Linked DNA regions of Pan troglodytes: region 2 is linked to region 1. A link is a contact called in public Hi-C data. All regions are on one chromosome and are shown on one strand. The core of a region is the stretch at or near the end of the contact, and the rest is flanking DNA. Distances in the headings are between cores, read along the strand shown.

Region 1 (6,540 bases), core at 1,840-4,339:
AGTCCAGCCAGCACTCACTCTGCTCCATGATGATTGTCGACACCCCGGGCTTCCAGAACCCTGAGCAGGGTGGGTCAGCCCGCGGAGCCTCCTTTGAGGAGCTGTGCCACAACTACACCCAGGACCGGCTGCAGAGGCTCTTCCACGAGCGCACCTTCGTGCAGGAGTTGGAAAGATACAAGGAGGTAGCTCTGGGGCCTGGGCCTCATCTAGCCTCAGATTCTGGCCTTGGCACCCCCAGCGAGGGCATCTGTGGATGCAGAAGGCATCACCTTACTCTCCATTTCTGTCCTCCTGCGCTCTCTGGAGCAGGAGTCGTTCCTTGCCCCCTTGTCCGTGGCCTCTGGCTTTGGCTACGTTCTTACTTGGTGGAGAGTTTACTCTCCAGGAAGCCTACAGGTGCATTGAAGGCCCCCAGGAGTCTACCCTTGGCCTCTTTTGAGGCACCTCCCAGGCCTGGTGATTGCCACTGTGTGGTTCCTGCTCCAAGTGTGTCTGGGCCTGGCCTTCCCGTCTCCCTTCCCTGATCTGTGAGGGTGCCAGGTGATGACTTAGTGCCTTCTGTAAAAGGGTGTCCCGGATGGGACGAGAACTGGAAATCCTGCCTCATCTGGAAGTGAGTTGAGTGAATTGTCAGGATATTTATTTGGGGCGAGAGAGGATTCAGAAGGAAAATGGCAGTTGTCTTCAAGTGTTTCAAGGATGATTGTGTGAAATTGAGAGTGGGCTTGTTCTGTGTTGCCTAATCAACTCATGTGAGTAATGAGAATGTGACTCTGGCTTCGGATAAAAAGAGGTTCTGAGAATTTTAGCTGTGCAAAAAATACAGTGTGTTTCCTTGGGAGCTGTTTCATTTGGGATGATGGAGGGAGCTCCTGCACGGCACAGAAGGAGGTTGGCTTTGCTGATCTCAGAGCCCCTTCCCAGCCTGCTCACAAGGCTGTTCCCCCCAATGTGACCCCCATGCTCAGTACCGCTCGGCCTTCTTTCCCAGGAGAACATCGAGCTGGCGTTTGACGACTTGGAGCCCCCCACGGATGACTCTGTGGCTGCTGTGGACCAGGCCTCCCATCAGTCCCTGGTAGGAGCTCCAGAGAGGGTTTGGGCAAGCCTTTCCTCTCGTTCCCCACCCCTCTCCCCGTGGTGGAGCCCTCCCCATCTGAGCTGCTGCTGGGGGTGCCACTGTGGGCTGAGGGAGGGTCCAGCAGCTATGCCCAGACACCAGCTACTCTGTGGTGCTGGGGCTCTGCCCCTCAGCACTCAGGCAGTCTGGCCAGGAAGGTGGCACTTTCTTCTGCCCTGGTGCCCTGGGGAGCCACAGCCCACGGGGGTCCCAGTCAGGCAGGAAAGCATATCTCCTTTCTCAGCAGCTGAGGCTCGGGCCCCAGCTGGTGACTGGCTGAGCCTCCAGTATGTCTGCTAGGAGCCCTGGTGACCAGTCCCAGCTGGTGAGGGCCTAGACCCCAAGGACATAGTCATTCCCTCCCATTGTCCCCAAGTAGAGGACTGGTGCAACCTAACAGAACAGGGCCAGGAGCCAGCCTCCCGCTCCCAGGGGAAACAGTGCTAAGCTGTCAAATGCCCTCTGGGGGACTGTCATGGATATGAACCCTCGCCCCTCAACTTTGGGGGCAGGCTTTGTCACCCTTTGTGCTAGTGTCCTGGGCACCTTGGCACTCGGTGGGGGACTGGCTGGCCTAGCAAACTCTTGGCATTTGGCGATTGTCCGCCATTAGGGAAATTGCATAAGGTGCTTTATTGGAGAACTGGCATTTTTGCGAGGCTGCCGACCTCCCTGCTCTGCTTTGATTCCTACCTCTCCCTCCCTCTTCTCTGCCATGAGGCCCTGCTTGGCTTGCACAAGTGGTGGGGCTGCGAAAGAGTGAGTATCCCCCCGGGGACAGATGTTTAAAGTGCCCAAGCACCGCATCTCCCCAGGGAAGTGAATTTTCTTTTCCTGACACCTGGGCTCCTATGGTGGCCTCACTCAGAACCGTTCTGAGGTTCCCGGGAGAGGGGGGATGTCAGCATGAGCAGCAGGAGTCAGACAGCATGTGGGAAGAGCTTGGCTCTCCTTTCTCTTCTGTGGTCTCTCCTGACTAATGGACCTTGGCATGGGGCGGCTGCACCCCTGGGGAAGGGGCCCTCGGTGCCAAGCCTGTCTTCCCATCTCATTGCTTCATTGCTCGTTCCTACTACTCGGTTCCTGCCACTAGAGTTGCCTTGGCCTTTGGCCACATTCTGCTTCCTTCTGGTAATCACGCCAACTCCCTTGGGCATCTGCCGGGAGGAGATGCAGGCAGCTGGGGTCAAAGAGAGGAAAAATGGCCCTTTTCTCACTTCTTTTTTCCTTCAGCCCCTGAAGGCCAGGCCAGAATAGGGTGTGGGGAAGGTTCCATCCTTCCTGCCCAAGAGAGATGCAGGAACTCCACAGAAAAGGCACCTTCAGGCCAGATGTGGCCACAGGCCTAGTTTGTTTGGCCTTCATGGGATATTTGAAATTGGAATTAGATATTTCTACCTTCTCTTGAAGAACCAGAGGGTTTATCAATGCTAGGCCAGTGTTCTTCCAGGAGAGCAGTTGGCTGCAGCTCAGTGGTGGTTTTTCCCTTTGGATAGGGATACCTGCTCTCTAGCTTGCCCCAGCCTCTACCCGTTTTGGCTGCCACGTCCGTTAAGTCACCTGTCTTCTTTTGGCCCTTGAGTGACCCTGCAGTGATCCCACCGGCAGCCATCTGAGCCCCCTCTGGGTTCTCTCCTTTCAGAGACCAGGATTAACCTCACAGCTGTCACTTACTGACAGCTTCCTTAGGGCCAACTCTTGTGCTCAGGGCCTTCCAGACTTTATCCCACTGCCAGGGAGTGAGAGCAATGTGGGGTTCATCCAAGTCCCTGGTGACCTCCGAGGGGACGAGGGTGGAGGAGTGCCTCGGGGCGCGGGCTCGGGCCAGCAGGAAGGCTGCAGTCTTTGGTGACTTTGGACTGGAGTGCTAAGCACCCTCTTTTGCTGTGGGCTTCCCTCTGCTCACTTTCTTGGCTCCCCTTTCCCCGGGCTGCCCGCTTCCTCCACAAGGTGTCAGCAGTGAGCGGCAGGAGCTGCGGCGTGTGCGTGTGTGCATGTGTGCACGTGTGTAGCATTCTGTAGGGTGTGTTTGGGCCCGGCACCACCCTGGCCCCTTTCCCACAGCTCCATATGACAAGGAAGGATTTCCTTCCTTCTCTGTAGGTCCGCTCGCTGGCCCGCACAGACGAGGCGAGGGGCCTGCTCTGGCTATTGGAAGAGGAGGCTCTGGTGCCAGGGGCCAGTGAGGACGCCCTCCTGGAGCGCCTTTTCTCCTATTATGGCCCCCAGGAAGGTGACAAAAAAGGTAGGTGGCATCCCTAGAGGGTAGCTCCTCTGCTTCCTCTTACATACAGGTGGGTCCAGGTGGCACTCCCTGGGAGGGGGCGGGGGTCACTTTGTGCCTGTACCCTGACAACCTAAATCTTGCTTCTCCCACCGTCAGGCCAAAGCCCCCTTCTGCACAGCAGCAAACCACACCACTTTCTCCTGGGCCACAGCCATGGCACCAACTGGGTAGAGTACAATGTGACTGGCTGGCTGAACTACACCAAGCAGAACCCAGCCACCCAGAATGCCCCCCGGCTCCTGCAGGACTCCCAGAAGTAAGACCACCACTCCCTCTGCCCCTGTCCTGTACCCAGGACTGTTTTGATTTTGGGGCTCCCTCCCCCTGGGGTTGTCTCAGAGGCCCCCTCACTAGCAAAGTAGATGGCCTTTATTCCTGAGAGGCAACAGCCCAGGGCACTTGGCCTTGAGGAGCTTGAGGGGCCTCTTGAAGTAGAGGTGGGAGGCAGACATGGTGGGAGAGCCTATGGTTTAAATGTGAAGAACACCCTCAAGTCAAAGAAGGCAGGAGTGGCCTTAGAAACCCCCAGCCCCATAGGCCCTGAGCGGCCTTAGAACCCCCAGCCCCACGGGCCCTGTCATCCGTTCTACTCTTCAGAAGATGGTTAGTGGGCACCTACCCTGCGACGGGGGCTTCTAGGTGCTTGGCAGATAATAGTGAACAAAACTGAACTCCCTGCCCTTGTGGAATTTACATTCTAATGGGAGAGACAGATAATGAACAATAAACATAATAAATAAATTATATCGTATGTTAGAAGATGTTGAACCCTAACCCCTCCTGTCACATTGGAAACTCTTCCACACCTTTGCCCTCCCTGGTTAGGGGAAGTAGATGAGTAGATTGCTCCCCTCTGTCCGATTCCTGTCCACCCCTTGGCTTCTGCCCACCTCTGGCTTTCTCTCCTTACTGTTTGAAAATTTCTCCACAGTTTGTTTCTCTGTAGGGTGTGGGGCATGCAGTTCAGGTAGCCAGGCCCCTGGACGTGGCTGAATGGGACTGTTTAGTGTTCTGGGGCCTTGGGGGAGGAGCGGCCTTTCCCACTCCATCGATGTGACTGCTTTTCCTCCCTTATCCTCCCACCTCTGGCAGAAAAATCATCAGCAACCTGTTTCTGGGCCGCGCAGGCAGTGCCACGGTGCTCTCTGGCTCCATCGCGGGCCTGGAGGGCGGCTCGCAGCTGGCACTGCGCCGGGCCACCAGCATGCGGAAAACCTTTACCACAGGCATGGCGGCTGTCAAAAAGAAGTCACTGTGCATCCAGATGAAGCTACAGGTGGTGAGTGCCAGCCGGGCCCCAGCAGGCAGGCCTGGGGACCCTTCCTTACCCCTGGTAGGCAGGCCTGGGGACTCCGAGCACACTGAGGCCATCTGGTGCCCACTCAGCGTCCCACTGTGACTCAATGGCTGCTGGTGGGGGTCTTCTTTTCAGTGCTGCCACCTGTGAGTGGCCACCCAGGCCCGGCGAGGGCAGAGTTGTCCAGGTTTAGCATGTCCTGGCTGGTGCTGGGGCCCCTGCTACCCCGTGAGCAGTGGAGACGCTGGCACCAGTCCCTGCTCTTCTGAGCACAGGCCATCAGAGCCCACTGAGGGCAGTCCCTTCCCCTCGGCAGGACGCCCTCATCGACACCATCAAGAAGTCAAAGCTGCATTTTGTGCACTGCTTCCTGCCTGTAGCTGAGGGCTGGGCTGGGGAGCCCCGTTCCGCCTCCTCCCGCCGAGTCAGCAGCAGCAGTGAGCTGGACCTGCCCTCGGGAGACCACTGTGAGGCTGGGCTCCTGCAGCTCGACGTGCCCCTGCTCCGCACCCAGCTCCGCGGCTCCCGCCTGCTCGATGCCATGCGCATGTACCGCCAAGGTGGGGCCTCCTTTCCTCTCCACTCTGGGCTCTCTTTTCCAGAGCTGGCCCTGCCCGGCCCCACCTCCCACCTGGGACCCGTGGGCTGCAGTGGGGCTGCTCCTGTCTTTCCTCACGATCCTTTCTGCTCTGGTCTCTCCTCATCTCTCCCAGCCCACAGCCCCTTTCTTTCTCCATTTCCTTCCATCCTGCAGAGTCCCTGCCTCCTCCTCTCCCCTCCATATTCAGTTCTCTTTGTCCCCCTCCCTTCCTAGCTCCACCCTGCACCTTGTCATTTGTCCACAGCTCCCTTTCTTCCCACGTCCCTAGTTTGGACAGTTCAGCTTTGCCCACAGCAGCAAACCCAGTGCCCTTTCGGAGCCATCTGCCCAGTGAGAAATGAGGTGCTAAATCTTTCTGAAGTACTTAAAATTCCCAAGAAAGGTCAGACAGACCCTTTTTTATGGATCCATCTAAAGGAGGCGACAGACAGGATGATAGTATTAGTGGTTACTTAGAGTCCTTAGAAGCTGTTATCGGTGGCTGGGGACCGGGATAGCACACTGCTATCATTCCAGATGAGGAGACTGAGGCTCAGAGCGGTTAAGTAGCTTGCCCAAGGTCACACAGCTCCTGAGTGGCAGAGTGGGATTTGACCAGGCAGGCTGGCTGTAGAGTCATGTCTCATGTCTCTCAAGTAGGGTGGGGTTTTTTTGGTTTTTTTTGTTGTTTTTTGCCTGAGAAGTTATGAGTTGCTGGGTTTCTGCTGTTTTTCTCCTTCACTAGAAGAGCAGGTAGGGTCCCACCCACCCACAGCCAGGTCCCCTTCAGGCATTCCCATGGGCACTAAAACTTCCTTAGCAGCCCAAGCCAGGAAACAGGCTCCCTGCCCTGCTCTAAATAAATCATCGATCTGTCCCCACGTCTTGATATGGAGTTGGTGTTTATTATTTCAAAACCAGATTGTTACCGCTCTGAACCAAAATCAATGTGCGTTACTCAAACAAGCAGATCGATGAGGCCAGCAGCGGCAGGCCCCCCTTCCCTCACCCGGCCCCCAGCCACCGACTATAGCACTGATGATTAATTAAGATGCCAGGCGTCCAGACCTGCTATCCCGGCCCATCAATTTAATTGCAATTCAGATACAATCAATAGCTCACTTTGTCTTGGCCCCTCAGCAGCCCCCACCTCCTGTTTCAATTATCAGGCACATGCATCAGCCTCACCTCCCAGCTGGAGGGTTTCCCAGAGCCAGCTAGCCCATCATTGCTGTGGAGCACGCCCTTGGCTA
Region 2 (6,540 bases), core at 1,221-3,720, 390 kb after region 1:
GAGTGGTGGCTCACGCCTGTAATCCCAACACTTTGGGAGGCAGAAGCAGGTGGATCGCCTGAGGTCAGGAGTTCGAGACCAGGCTGGCCAACATGGTGAAACCCTGTCTCTACTAAAAATACAAAAAATTAGCCAGGCATGGTGGCACACGCCTGTAAGGCTGAGGCAGGAGAATTGCTTGAACCCGGGAGGCGGGGCTTGCAGTAAGCCAAGATGGTGCCATTGCACTCCAGCCTGGGCAACAGAGGAGACTCTGTCTCAAAAAAAAAAAAAAAAAAAAAAAAAAAAAAAATTAGCCGGTTGTTGTGGCGTGTGCCTGTAGTCCCAGCTACTCAGGATGCTGAGGCAGGAGAATTGCGTGAACCCGGGAGGCGGAGATTGCAGTGAACTGAGATTGCCACTACACTCCAGCCTGAGCGACAGTGCAAGACTCCGTCTCAAAAACAAAAACAAAAACAAAACAAAACCGTTTGTGGCAAATGAACCTTTTATCTCAGGTTATCAGGCCATAATCTAGTCCCCGCCCTCGACAATTACATTTTATACCATTCTCTACCTTGCCCACTACATTCCAACTATTACTAGTCTTTCTCGGTTTCTTGAATGCTCTGTTTTCCCATGTGAGACATTTCACATACGCTATTTCCTTTGCCTGAAAAGTTCTCCCTTCACCTGCAGACTACTGGTCCTCATTCCTCAAGTCTTGGCCTTAAATCTCACTTCTGGCCTGTCGCGGTGGCTCACGCCTGTAATTCCAGCACTTAGGGAGGCCGGCGCGGGCGGATCACCTGAGGTCAGGAATTTGAGACCAGCCTGGCCAACATGGCGAAACCCCATCTGTACTAAAAACACAAAAAATATTAGCTGGGCATGGTGGCGCGTGCCTGTAGTCCCAGCTACTCGGGAGGCTGAGGCAGGAGAAGCGCTTGAACCAGGGAGGCAGAGGTTGCAGTGAGCTGAGATAGTGCCACTGCACTCGAGATCGCGCCACTGCGACAGAGTGAGACTGCCTCAAAAAAAAAAAAAAAAAAAAATCCAAAAAATTTAGCCGGGCGTGGTGGCGCACGCCTGTAATCCTAGCTACTCGGGAGGCTGAGGCACAACGATTGCTTGAACCCAGGAGGTGGTGGTTGCAGTGTGCCAAGATCGTGCCACTGAACTCCAGCCGGGGTGACAGAGGGAGACTCTGTCTTAAAAATCAATCAAGCAAGCAAGCAATCTCCCTTCTCAGAGAATTCTTCCTTGACCATCTCATATAAGTATTCTCACTGGTAATGTACTCTATCCTCACAACCTGCTAATAACACTTCATAACTGCTATAACTTCTTACTTCATAATGTTTTGTTTATTGTATAACTTTCCCACAGTCAGTAAGTTCCAAGAGGGAAAAGACCACGCCCGTTCCGGTTCTAACTATATACCCAGCGGCCAAAGCCTGACATACATAGCTGGCACTCAGTATTTGTTGAACGAATGAATAAAGAAGCTAACATAACTCAGTGGGCGGAGCAATGGGCCTGTCAGGGGCGTGGCCTCCGTAGAGGCGGAGTCTCCCCGCAGGACTGGGACCGGAAGCTTGGGCGGGGCTTCCCAGAGTGGCGCTCACGCCTTGGGGCGGGATTAGGCGGGCGGCGACTTCGCGGGCGGAATTGGGGCTTATTTTCCCTATCCCCTAGCAGTTTCCTCCCCCAGAGCCCTGGCTCACCCGAAGGCACCTCTCCCCACCACTCGGATCCGCTCGTACTTCTCCATCTCATTTCTTAGAGTTTCACTTCCGTCCCCCACGCGGCGCGTGCGCGGACCCACCCACTCTGGGCCCCGCCCCTTCACGGCGAGCGGCTTGCGGGGCGGAGCCAGCGCCCTAGGTGTGGGTTCCGCCACGCGTCCGTATTTGTGGGCCTGCACCACACACCTCCCGCTGCGACACGCCGTCACTTTTCCCCTCACGACCCTGCCCCACGCAGTGTCCAAGAATAGGGCAAGAAAATAGGGCGCGCCCGCAATGGCGGGCACGGTACCCGCCCCTCCCACACATATACCCAGCCCTTGTAAAGCTTGCTAGACTAAAAGGATGTCGCGTTCCCGAGAGTTAAACCCCACAGGCCGGGAAGGGGTGGGAAGAGAGGATTGACCCCCTTCTTGCCCACGAGTGACGCTATTTCAGGAGAAAGCGGGTTCTCCTTGGCACGCAAACGATAAATACACCCAAAACGACCGAGACCAGCGCTCCTGGGAGAAGGCAGCAGGGTTGGTTTCGTGTTTGCCTGGGGAGGGACGGGGGAAATACCAAGTCGTGCAAGTTGATTCACCTGAAGAGGACATGACACGGTCTCGGGCCGTCCCGACTAGTGAGCGCCGCGCTCGTCAGCACTCTCAACTCCCCTTTCACACACGCGCTGCAGGAGGGTAATCTGCCCTCAGTGCTCATCTTCCCATGGGGGAAGATGGGGGCGGTAGTGGGTCAGTACCTGAAAGCATCAAGGGGAGAAGGAAAGACCGCGGTTTCGCCGAAATGAGCTCAAGGCAAAAGCCTAGAGGCAGGGGGCTGGTTAGTGTGACCAGCTAGGCTCTTTACCGGAAGTGAGGTTAATTCCAGGTTCTCCCGGGCTCCTGCTCTGCGGGAGCTCTAGAAAAACTCAGTATTCGGCCAGGCGCGGTGGCTCACGCCTGTAATTCCAGCACTTTGGGGAGGCCGAGGCGGGCGGATCACCTGAGGTCAGGAGTTTGAGACCAACCTGGCCAACATGGTAAAACCTCGTCTCTACTAAAAATACAAAAATTAGTTGGGCATGGTGGCGCGCGCTTGTAATCCCAGCTACTCGGGAGGCTGAGGCAGGAGAATCGCTTGAATCTGGGAGGCGGAGGTTGCAGTGAGCCGAGATCGTGCCATTGCACTCCAGCCTGGGCGATAGAGTGAGCCTCCATCTCAAAAAAAAAAAAAAAAAGAAAACCTCAGTATTCAGGAGGAGGATGGTCACTAACCTGAAGGTTAGCGTCCCTGTATCAGAGTGGGCAAGGGGTGTGAGGAAAGGGGCGTTTTATCTTCTGCCCCTGTCCTGGCTCTCGCAAGGGTATCCAAACCCACCCACGTGGAATGACTGCTGGAAGGGCGCTGGCTCTGGCCGGTGTCGGCCGGCGGACAGAGCAGCTCTGTGAGCCAAGGGGAGGGGCGGGAAAGCCGCTCACCCAGGACACCCGTGTTCTCACCTAGAAACCGACTGGGCTTTGGTTGACTTAAGAGTCCCACAGGGGTTAATGTGTAACCTTGGAGCCATAGGGAAGGAAAACACTCAAACGGCTTGGTCCCTGGGTCCTTGCGCCTCAGGTTTTCGGCTTCTTCCTCCCGCCCGCAGCACCTTTCCCCTCCCCCGCTTCTTCCCGCCCCTCCTCTATTACCACCCTCTTCTCCCTCCCCGCTCTCATCTCCGCTTAACTTCCCTCGCTGGCTCTCAGCTGCTCCTCCTTTCGCCCAGAGTTTATACCTAAACTCTCCCCGAAAGCAGCTGCCTCGCTCGGAGGCGGGAGGGGGAGCCCGCGCCACAGTGAGGGCAGGCTGACACCTAGTGACTAGGAGCCGCAACTGCTGCAAGCTACCGGCTTGGAGAGCGCGGGTCACTCCAGCTGTCCCGGCAAATCGGAGGTCTTGCTTGCCCAGCCTCCGGGGAGCCGGGCCGAGGGCCGGGACTGTCTGAGGGAGGACTGTGACAGTCGCCCGGCCCCAGGAGTTTAAGAGCCGGCGGGAAGAGGTGGCGATGGGTTACTCAGCAGTTCCCAAGTGCCCACCTCGCGGGCGCGGGAGGGACAGGTAAACACGGGACTCCGGCCAGAAGACTGCGAGTGGTGCGGTAGGGGCACTGGGTCTGCACGGAGACCACTGTCGGACGCGGGGCTCCCGAGCCCACCCCAGGACCAGGACTTAGGGGGCGTGGGCGTGTCGGGTCCCGTCCAGCTCTGCGCAGAAAGTAGAGGGCGGAGAGAGCTCTCGCGGTACCCGCCCAGGGCGGGGTAGCCGGTGGCCCGGGGAAAAGTAGGGACGCGGGTTAATGAGGCCAGGCGAGCGAGGGCAGCGGGGACTCCGTCGGCAGTCGGGAGGCGCCAGCGAGGGGTGTCTCGGCGACGACGCCCTCAGCACAGCTCCTAGTTACCCGAAGTCCGCGGGAGCCGGCCGGTGGCCGAGAGGCCACGGGGACACCCGGCTCGCGCGGCAGCAGCGCCTGAGGGGCGGGGGCAGGCGGGCGGGGCGGGGCGGGGGCGGAGGCAGGCGGGCGGGGCGGGGGCGCGGGCGGCTGGGGGCGGGGGCAGAGGCCTCGCAGGGAGGGCGAGGAGGAGCCAAGGGGCCTAGAGGGCTTCGCCAACTGTGTGGGGCTGGCGGCCGGCCTAGACTGGCCCGAGAGGGACCCCGGTTCCCAGAACAGACCTAGGAGGCGGCCTCGAGGGCGGACGGCAGGGAGGGCCAGCATGCCCCGACTGCTGCACCCCGCCCTGCCGCTGCTCCTGGGCGCCACGCTGACCTTCCGGGCGCTCCGGCGCGCGCTCTGTCGCCTGCCCCTACCCGTGCACGTGCGCGCCGACCCCCTGCGCACCTGGCGCTGGCACAACCTGCTCGTCTCCTTCGCTCACTCCATTGTGTCGGGGATCTGGGCACTGCTGTGGTGAGTGAGCGACTGTGGAAATGAGGTGGCCAGGGGATCCTGAGCGGGGAGCCGGGGCCGGCTCTTGTGTTACTACCCCCATCGCTCACCGGCGGGCTGAGGCCACGCAGTCTCACCTGATCCCGTTTGGTATCCTATCCAACCAAAAGCCGCAGTGGCCCCAGGGGAGGGGGATCGCCCCTGGGAAACTGGAGGCTCTTGGGTTTTGCCCAGCCACTCTTAGCTTCCCAGTCAGCCACTAGCGCGAGCCCAGGCTCCCCCGGGGCTGCGAAGGGTAACCGAGAAGTTGATGGTCCTTGAGGGTGCCGAAATGCAGAGCCTCCTCTTCCCTCCTTTCCAGTGTATGGCAGACTCCTGACATGTTAGTGGAGATTGAGACGGCGTGGTCACTTTCTGGCTATTTGCTCGTTTGCTTCTCTGCGGGTAGGTCTTGCCCAGGAAGCGGGAGGCAAATTGGGGACAGGGAGAAGGAAGCTCAGTTCATGATCTCTTGCCCCATCCCTCCACTAGGGTATTTCATCCACGATACGGTGGACATCGTGACTAGCGGACAGACGCGAGCCTCTTGGGAATACCTTGTCCATCACGTCATGGTAAGAGAGAAGCAGACTATGTGGTATAGGCCTGGTGTCAGTAATCTAGTCTCAGCTCCGTCTTTCTGAATCTGGGAGAAGGCCGTGTTTTCTTACCACCCGCCCCCGACCTGTGTGCTACTTCTTATGCTAGGATGCTGGAGGTTGGCAGTCTGTACTTGTTCACTGAGGCCAGCAACCCATGGTTTCACTGCCTCTTTAGACTGAACATCACCCACAGCCAGCTGTGAGCAGGAATCAAAATCTAGTAATGTTGAACTAACAAAACAAAGCATCTTATCCACTATAAACTATTATTCCAGGGGGAAATTTGGGATTTTCCAGCCCTCAATCTGATACCCACACCCCCCAAACTTCCAGGAAAGCGTCTGCATCTGGGTTCCCTAACTCCTATTCTTTCTTCCCTCTAGGCCATGGGTGCCTTCTTCTCCGGCATCTTTTGGAGCAGCTTTGTCGGTGGGGGTGTCTTAACACTACTGGTGGAAGTCAGCAACATCTTCCTCACCATTCGCATGATGATGAAAATCAGTAATGCCCAGGATCATCTCCTCTACCGGGTTAACAAGTATGTGAACCTGGTCATGTACTTTCTCTTCCGCCTGGCCCCTCAGGCCTACCTCACCCATTTCTTCTTGCGTTATGTGAACCAGAGGACCCTGGGCACCTTCCTGCTGGGTATCCTGCTCATGCTGGACGTGATGATCATAATCTACTTTTCCCGCCTCCTCCGCTCTGACTTCTGCCCTGAGCATGTCCCCAAGAAGCAACACAAAGACAAGTTCTTGACTGAGTGAGAGGCACAGAGCCTGGGACAACAAAAACGGACAAGGCCAGAAACAGCTTCACATGGACACTGGGACTTAGCCCCAAGCCTGGGTGTCCTCTGAGGCCAGCCTCTCCACCTTCTGAGCCTGCGCCCACACTATTGAAAACACTAATGAAAGTACTCCTCTGAAGTCCTTGTCCTTTATTGGGCAAGGGGTGAGGGAAGCAGACAGACCGGTTGGACATAGTAGATGGGTGTGTGAGGACAAAATGCTACCAGAGAGCCAGCCAATCCACACTCCCCTGAAATGGATGCTAACACCCTTCAAACCCTGGGCATTGGTTTCATACACAGCCTCTTCCAGGGATAAAAGGGGTTCTTGTACAGCTTGTTACCCTCAACCATGGAGGCAAGTTCTGAGTTCTGGTTTTCCTAGGACACTAACTCTAGTCACAAAGATCTCTGGAGTGATCATACATGGTGGAGTGGCAGGGTGAGGTATTTCAAAAGGATAACTAGAACAGGAGT

What was found. A called contact is a pair of places that touch in the nucleus more often than the background predicts.
Region 2: a Hi-C map of stem cell-derived neural progenitor cells shows a contact between it and region 1, with 5 times the contacts expected there. The contact joins the promoter of NEK8 here to the enhancer-like site in region 1. A contact is called at or near these places in 1 of 7 Hi-C or Micro-C datasets (stem cell-derived neural progenitor cells) and 1 of 1 datasets of contacts at active chromatin or transcription factors (stem cell-derived excitatory neurons).

The regions. Positions count from the first base shown.
Region 1 is chr19:38,466,587-38,473,126 of NHGRI_mPanTro3-v2.0_pri, forward strand. MYO18A (myosin XVIIIA) reads left to right here. Exons shown (of 48, transcript XM_063798795.1): 19 at 1-185; 20 at 995-1,081; 21 at 3,227-3,368; 22 at 3,507-3,666; 23 at 4,503-4,689; 24 at 5,024-5,267. Among named protein-coding and RNA genes, the nearest start is that of PIPOX, 69 kb to the right of the region's middle. Within about 2 kb of position 3,090, at least 4 of the 24 cell types and tissues checked have an H3K27ac peak or open chromatin away from gene starts, as enhancers often do. A contact at or near this core is called in stem cell-derived neural progenitor cells, where this site is marked.
Region 2 is chr19:38,853,908-38,860,447 of NHGRI_mPanTro3-v2.0_pri, forward strand. NEK8 (NIMA related kinase 8) reads right to left here and starts at 2,471. Exons shown (of 15, transcript XM_016932161.4): 1 at 2,311-2,471. The coding sequence starts at 2,429. It overlaps TLCD1 (TLC domain containing 1), which reads left to right and starts at 3,580. Exons shown (of 4, transcript XM_003315562.5): 1 at 3,580-3,806; 2 at 4,994-5,076; 3 at 5,164-5,246; 4 at 5,657-6,202. The coding sequence starts at 3,754. The coding sequence ends at 6,040.